Linked DNA regions of Sus scrofa: region 2 is linked to region 1. The links are chromatin contacts, called in public HiChIP or PLAC-seq maps. All regions are on one chromosome and are shown on one strand. The core of a region is the stretch at or near the end of the contact, and the rest is flanking DNA. Distances in the headings are between cores, read along the strand shown. Region 1 holds the start of COMMD6 (COMM domain containing 6). Region 2 holds the start of MYCBP2 (E3 ubiquitin-protein ligase MYCBP2).

Evidence for each region. HiChIP or PLAC-seq counts read pairs in DNA pulled down with a chosen protein or histone mark.
Region 2: a contact with region 1 is called in an H3K27ac HiChIP or PLAC-seq map of alveolar macrophages. The contact joins the promoter of MYCBP2 here to the promoter of COMMD6 in region 1. A contact is called at or near these places in 1 of 5 promoter capture datasets (liver) and 1 of 2 datasets of contacts at active chromatin or transcription factors (alveolar macrophages).

What each region holds. Positions count from the first base shown.
Region 1 is chr11:47,816,991-47,820,871 of Sscrofa11.1, reverse strand. It overlaps COMMD6 (COMM domain containing 6), which reads left to right and starts at 2,329. Exons shown (of 4, transcript NM_001267850.1): 1 at 2,329-2,393; 2 at 2,483-2,494. The coding sequence starts at 2,352.
Region 2 is chr11:49,430,971-49,434,598 of Sscrofa11.1, reverse strand. It overlaps MYCBP2 (E3 ubiquitin-protein ligase MYCBP2), which reads left to right and starts at 1,734. Exons shown (of 85, transcript XM_021065752.1): 1 at 1,734-2,328. The coding sequence starts at 2,027.

The DNA.
Region 1 (3,881 bases), core at 1,080-3,579:
AGACCTATAGCAGTGACAACACTGGATCCTTAACCCAATGAGCCACCAGGGAACTTCAAGGGACATCTTTGCTTTTGTTTCCCCAGCATCTTTTCATCCAAATTTTTTTTCACCTCTCTCACTTAACACCTTTGGCTGTTAGTGACTTTGCCAATGACACAGAGGGCTGTTACCACAGTGTCCTATTTTTCCATCAGACTTCCATAGGAAGGAAATAATTTGATTCACTTGGGGAGTATGTTTCCAAGCTACCTAATATTTTAACCAGATCCAGTAATCTTGAGTCAATGGCTACTTTTTGGCATAGATTCTGAGTGCTACGTTCCAAGCACAGTTCTAGGGACTTTACACACATTAACTATTGTAATTCTCCATCAATCCTATAAAAGTGTTTGTGGTGAACAGAATAGTAAAAGATGCCCCTGGGAATTCCCGTTGTGGCGCAGGAGAAACGAATCTGACTAGTACCCATGAAGACGGGGGTTCAGTCCCTGGCCTCACTAAGTGGGTCAGGGATCTGGCGTTGCCGTGAGCTGTGGTGTAGATCGAAGCTGCAAGCTCAGTTCTGGCATTGCTGTGGCTACGGTGTAGGCAGGCAGCTAGCTGCAGCTCCGATTTGACCCCTAGCCTGGGAACTTTCATATGCTGTGGGTGCGGCCCTAAGGAGAAAAAAAGATGCCTATCCCCTCAAAATTATTATCCCCCTTATTCGATCAAACAGTAATTTAGATACTGCTCTGCGTATGTAATTTAGGTTTCTTCCTGGATTACCTGGGTATGCCCCATCTAAACAGGGAATCTTCTCAAACTTGAGTGGTGAAAGAAAACAGAGGAGAGCTTATGCAGAAGGAGAGGCAGAGTGATTCAAAGTGTGGAGGACATGACCTGGCATTAATGGCTTTGAGGATGTTGGATGGGGGCCGCAAGTCAAGGAATGCAGATTATGTCCAGAAACTGAGAACCTCCATCCAAAAGCCAGCAAGGAAATGTGAACTGTATAGAATTGAGTCAGCTAGCAACTTGAAAGCAGATTCTCCTCCCGATGGGGAAACAATGGGGCCCTGACATTTTACCAGCGTAGTTCTAGATTGAAGATTGAGGCACTGTAACTAAATTTAACAAGTGGTTTTTGATTTGAATCTGGTCGTGACTAGGGCAGGGAACATTTTTAAAGAATATTATTAAGGAGTTCCCGTCGTGGCACAGCGGAAATGAATCTGACTAGGAACCATGAGGTTGTGGGTTCGGTCTCTGGCCTCGCTCAGTGGGTTAAGGACCCGGCATTGCCATGAGCTGTGGTGTAGGTTGCAGACGTGGCTCGGATCCTGTGTTCCTGTGGCTGTGGTGCAGGCTGGCAGCTGTAGCTCCAATTTGACCCCTAGCCTGGGAATCTCCATATGCTGCGGGTGCGGCCCTCAAAAAAGAATATTGTTACAAGGAAATTTGAATTTGGCCCATGTGTTAAATAATAGCATTTTATCAATATTAACTTTTCTGAGTGTGATGGTTGTATTGAGATTATGCAGCAGAATGCCCTTGTTCTCAGAAGATACGTGCTCAAGTACTTAGGGATGATGTGTCATCATTATTGTGTATGCAGCTAGAGTTAAAGTAGATGTGTAAAAATGTCGGTGCATCTAGATGCAGGGTATACGGGTGTTCACATACTCTTTTTTGCAACTTTTCTGAAAAAAATTAAGTTTTTCAAAAGAAAAAGCTGAGGGAAAATCGCTTTGGATACTCTATAGAATGATTTTGAGATGAATAGGAGGAAAGTAGGAAGACCGGATGGGTTCTGCTGCAGTCAGGTTGAGGGCTGGCGCGGCCGCGAAGAAGCACACCCACCCTACCAGTGAAGTGAATCCGAGTGATGCAACCTAATCATGAAACTATAGGTCCACAGGCATCTCCCTTGCAGGACAAACTTCCAGAGGGAAGACTAAGTGGTGGTCCCGCAGCTTTCAAATTTGGCGAGCAGTACCTACTAAGCACGAGTCTGCGCAGCCAGAAATTGGCGCTTGCGCAAAGGGCGCTGTGGGCGGGGGTGAGGAAGAGTCCAAATTGATGAGATTAGTGGGGGTGGCGGAATCCTAAAGATAATCAGTCCTTCTCTTTGCAAGGCATCCGCCAAATTTTGGACCTTTTTTCCATACAGAGTTTTCTTTTTTACTGACCAGCTCTAGAATATCGATGTCTAATTGAGACTAAGGATGAATTACACACGGATCTCTGTTTTTGTCTTCCCCTACGTCTGCTGCGTGCGCCGGCCCTCAAGGGGCGGGAAGAGGAAGCGGAAGTGTCGGTGAACCCGGAGTGCCCACCGCAGGGTGGAAGAAGCCCTCAACCCTGTCATGGAGGGGTCTAGTGAGCCGCAGCTGGACGCTAAGGCCAAGGTAAGACCTGGCCTCGAAGGAGCCAGGGCAGCGGGGCTCCGGAGCAAGAAAAGTAGTTCTATAAATTGTGTTTTCTGCTTCTATTTCAGGTCACCAACCAGGTGAGTGAGTGGCCACCCCGACCAGTCGGCCACCCCGACTTAGTCGGCCTGGGCTGGGCAAGCGGAGGGCGGCTGCGCCTGGCTCTCCGGCCGCATCTGGCAGGTGCGGGACGATGCCACCGTGAGCCGTCGTAGTTCTCCCCCTGTCTAAGGCCTGTGTCTGCGAGCGCGTGACTTTCATCCTGCCATCCAGCCTTGCTCTTGTAAATAGCCACTGCCATTGTAAATGATCTCCCTCTCTCACTCCAGCCTAAAGAATACAGACCAAATATTGTTCTTCCTTGATTAAGCACTGTTGATTCAACACTAGATTTAGAGTATTTTAGAACGTAATATATATAGAGAAGTTAGTAAAATGTACAAAGATAGCACTGCAAACTTTTGCTTAGTTCTATTTTTTTTTAGTTTTTTATTTTACTTTATTACCTTTTAGGGCCCCACGTGCGACATATGGGGTCCAATCCCAGCAGCGGCTGTGACCCACACCACAGCTTGGGGCCGAGCCTAATACTTAACCCACTGAGCGAGACCAGGGATCAAACCCCAATCCTCATGGATACTAGTCACATTCTTTACCGCTGAGCCGCAATGGGAACTCCTTTTTTAGTTTTTAAAAAGGAGTTTGTTGAAGGTGGAGAGTTTATCTCTTTTACTTTTCAGTGTCTGTATGCTTGGAATAAGAATTTGAATTTTTAAGTATATCTTCGGACTATTTCTTTGTTCCAAGTGTTCTTGTCCTTTTTCAGCTAATAAGTTGCTTTTAGCCAAGTAACTTGTAACACTTCCCAGAAGAAGAGTACTAAAACAGTATTTTAAAGACAGGAGTTACCCAGGACACAACAATATAAGAAAGGGCTGAGATAAATAATGAGAACACAGGGGCTGAGAGATGTTCATTAACTGACATCTGTCTTTAGTTGATCTTGATATTGTTTTTGAGGATTTCTGGGAGATAGGAGGAACTCAAGATAGTAATCAACCCTCTGTCTGGCTTTGCTCAGAGTTATTGCTCAATAGCTCTGATTCAATCTCTCAAGTCATCTGTTTACTTGCATTAAGTCATATGTTTATTTGAATAAGATATCCTGGAACTGCATTATACTAGATTATAGGGTTTTAAAAAATGAAATCTTGGGAGTTCCCTTATGGCTCAGCAGGTTAAGGATCTGATTGTAGGGTTTTAAAAAAATGAATCTTGTGAGTTCCCTGGTGGCTGCAGGTGCTCCCTTGGGAGCAGGTTAAGGATCTGATTGTAGGGTTTTAAAAAATGAATCTTGGGAGTTCCCTGGTGGCTTAGCAGGTTAAGGATCTGCTGTCATCACTGCTGTGTCTTGATTTGATTCCTGCTGGGAAATTCTGCATGCCTCAGGTGCGCCCCTGAGGGGGT
Region 2 (3,628 bases), core at 485-2,984, 1.6 Mb before region 1:
GGACAGGTGGATATCCTAGAGCTTGCACCATCTCCTGCAGTACTATTTTGACCATTGTTCAGAAGATGAGACTTGCCCAAAGACTTGCAAGGAGCAAAGCCAGGATCCAAATCCACTGTCAGTGCCTTACAGCCACCTCTCTGGCTCTTGCATGGGCCTTTAACTCCTCTAGCCTCTATGTCTTGGCTCACCCCAGGACTGACTGGCGGGGGAGGGGGTCTGGGGGCAGAGAGGTTTCTGTTCAATACAGGTTTGTTAACAGTGCCTAAGCATCAGGACAGGAATTTCCCCCAACAAATACTTACTGGATACCTACCATATGCAAGGTTCTAGACCAGGGGCTAAGGAAGACACAAAGATAAATGAGAAGCTCTGAAGGAGCCTATAAGATAGTTGAGGAAATGAGGCAGTACAAAACCTGTGTAACCGTGCTACTCACATGACGAGAATACTGTGATTTTTCATGCCTGTTCTTTGTTCCCGTCTTCATTATTCCACTTCTACTTATCTTTTTAAAATCAAAATGACATCCATTTATTATTCAAAGCCTCAGATACAATGCACTCCTTTGGCACTCTCTCCTTGCAAAAACTAGAATTTACTTCCCCACTTTTTGTTTGTATTTCTCTAAACAGTGAACAAGGCTTCACTTTTTTTTCCCCCTAGAGAAGGACATTCAAAGATGCTTAAGATCCACTAAGTATTTAAAGGGTACAGCACTGGGATGATAGGACTTAGACAAATGATTTTGTTGGGAGTATAAGATAGGCAAACTCTTCAAATTGAGAGCCAAAAGGATAAAAATAGGAATCAGGATCTTTGGCATATGTATTTCTAGAGCATTTGCTTAGAAGAAGTCAGAATAGCTTGGAACAGGGAACTCAGCAAATATTACATTTTTATAGGTAACAATGATAAGATCTTTGGTAGATTATGACATTTTCAGATGTTACACAGTCACAGTCACAATTATAGTTTCAGATAATATTCAAGAATTATCTTTATAAGTCTGAGCAAAAAAGATAAACCATGAAGTGACCACTGTCAAGAGATAAAAATGCCCTCTTATGGTGAGTGTGGAATCAAAAATGACTATTTTAGAAAAGTATTACTGTGTTAAAGTTTGGCTCTGATATGAATGTTGAGAAGAATTTGGGAATGACTGACTTGTGAATACTCTCATATCTGGGAATTCTACTTTTACAGAAAAAAAAAAAAGCACTAAATTACTACTTGTCCTTTGTAAGTAAAAGCTATTTTAAACAGAAAAATCCTAATGACAAAAAAAAAAAAAAAAAAAAAACCAAGTAAGATCGCCAAGGGGACTTCCAATTCGACTGGCCTCTGTCTTGAATTCTGAGCTCAACCAGCACCAAGTGCAGTACGTCTCCCCGTTGGCAGCACAGACTTTGCAGAAAGGTAGCAGGAATGCCTTGACAGTCATCCTCTGGCGGTGGGCACAGGGCCTCTTTATTTCAGGTCCCAGTTCTCGCACCTGGAGGGAACCCAAACCTGAAGCTGACTAGCCAGAGCTGACAACCTCCGCAGCACTTTCCACACTCTTCCTCAAACTGCTAGTAAAACCTGGAGAAGTGGACTTCTTTTGGATTCTGTGACTCTAAGGCCCCACACCCAAACCCCCGAGGCGGAGGGAGTGGCGGCGCAGAGGGGGTGGGGAGGGCAAGGGGCCGGAGTGACTGAGCATGTGCGAAGAGTGGCGCATGCCCAGTGCGGCCGGCTGCTTCCCATTGCGGGTAGCTCCGGCGGTGGCAGCGGTGGTGGCGGCGGCAGCGGCGGCACCGCCTCCTCCTTCACACTCCTGAGGTGGCGGGGTTAGATGAGCGGCCCCAGTAGCGGCGAGGGCGGCGCGGGAGGGAGGAGGAGGAGGAGGAGGAGGTCGCTGTCTTTGTAGTCTCCCTGCTGCGGGAGCGAGAGGCCCCCGCCGGACTGGTCGTCGTTGGAAAAGGGCTGTGTGTGCGCGCGCGTGTCTGCTTGCCCGGCCCGCGGGGACAAGGCGGCGGCGAGGATGATGATGTGCGCAGCGACTGCCTCTCCTGCCGCCGCCTCCTCGGGGCCCGGCGGGGACGGATTCTTCCCTGCCGCCACCATCTCTTCCTCCCCGGCGCCGGGGGCGCTGTTCATGCCGGTTCCCGAGGGCTCCTTGGCGGCCGCGGGGCTGGGGCTGGGGCTGCCGGCCGCGGACTCCCGGGGTCACTACCAGCTGCTGCTGTCAGGCCGGGCCCTGGCCGACCGCTACCGGAGGATTTACACAGCTGCGCTCAGTGACAGGGACCAGGGGGGCAGCAGCGCTGGACACCCAGCCTCCAGGTGCGTCTCCACACGCCCTTCCTTGCGCCACAAACCGCATGTGCGCCGGTGTGTGTGTGTGTGTGAGTGTGTGTGTGCGCGCGCTCGTGCGTTTGTGTGTCTACGTACGTATTTATTGAGCTGTCTTTCAGCAAGCGCTTGATGCTAGGTGGTAGGAGCTCTTGCTGAGATAGGGTGCGGTGGCAGCAGTTTCTGCTCTAAGTGTGTGTGACTGTCTTTGTGGGGGGCAAGAGAGGGTTGGGAAGGAAGTGTGTGATGCTAGAAAAGCTGGTGGTGCGGGGTGTTTATGACACGTGTATGTATTGTTGGAGGAGGGATGAGTAGAGGGTAATGCACGAGGGGAATTTGCAAGAGTGATGAGGGAAGTGGCGTTTCCAATGTCTCTGCCGCAATGGTATTTGCACGTCTTTCTTCCCCCTCCCCCCCCCCCAAGCCCTTATGACATTCCATCCTCACCTTTCTGCTTCCCCTTTGAAAAAACAAATTTGCCTTTCTTTAAGGGGAGTAGTGGTATCGGTTAAGGATAATGCCATATATATTATATATCTATATAGGATGAGTTTTAGATAATCATGGGGGTTGTAGAATAAGGCATGGCGTTTCAATTTAAGAGATTTATACGAAGGGGATGCAGATGGAGGTTTATGTGGATGTGAAAGGTATCTGATACAGATTTTTAGAGCCGTATTTGGATAACTGGACCACTTGGTCATCTAGAGATGTGGTTGCAGCAGCGCTTGTGTTCTCTTGTCCCATCGGCCATTTCCCTTCATCTTATGTTCTACTTCCTCTGTCACTTTTCAGCTTTAGAGTAGTAGAGGGCGTTTTGTGGGGAAAAGTGGAAACCTAAAGAACTTCAAAATGTGACAGCTGGTGTAGTGATCAGCTGCCACCAACTAGAAAATTTGAGTAGCTCCTAGATCTTTTCCTAGGCTTGGTGCACGTTCAGCTTCCTTGATGATGTTAAATCACTTTCATTTTCTTTTTCTTAAAATATGGGTGTCTTTTTGCTAAGGGCTCTCCTATTGTTTTCCCTTCCATGCCCTTACATGCCACACACCCTGAAGTATGGTGACTGACTTGTTTCACCAGCTTGGCTTTGGCGGTGGTAATTGGGAGTTGGCTTCATCTTTTTTTTTTTTTTTTTTCTCACCCTGTGCAGTACATAGGAAGAGCACAGAATTTTGTACAGTAAGTTACAGAGTTAATTGTATTTATTGAATGTGCAGCTTGTTGGGTAATAACCAGATGCCATTTTCTCTCATTGTGAAAAGGGCTCGGCTGTGAATTAGGTATTTCT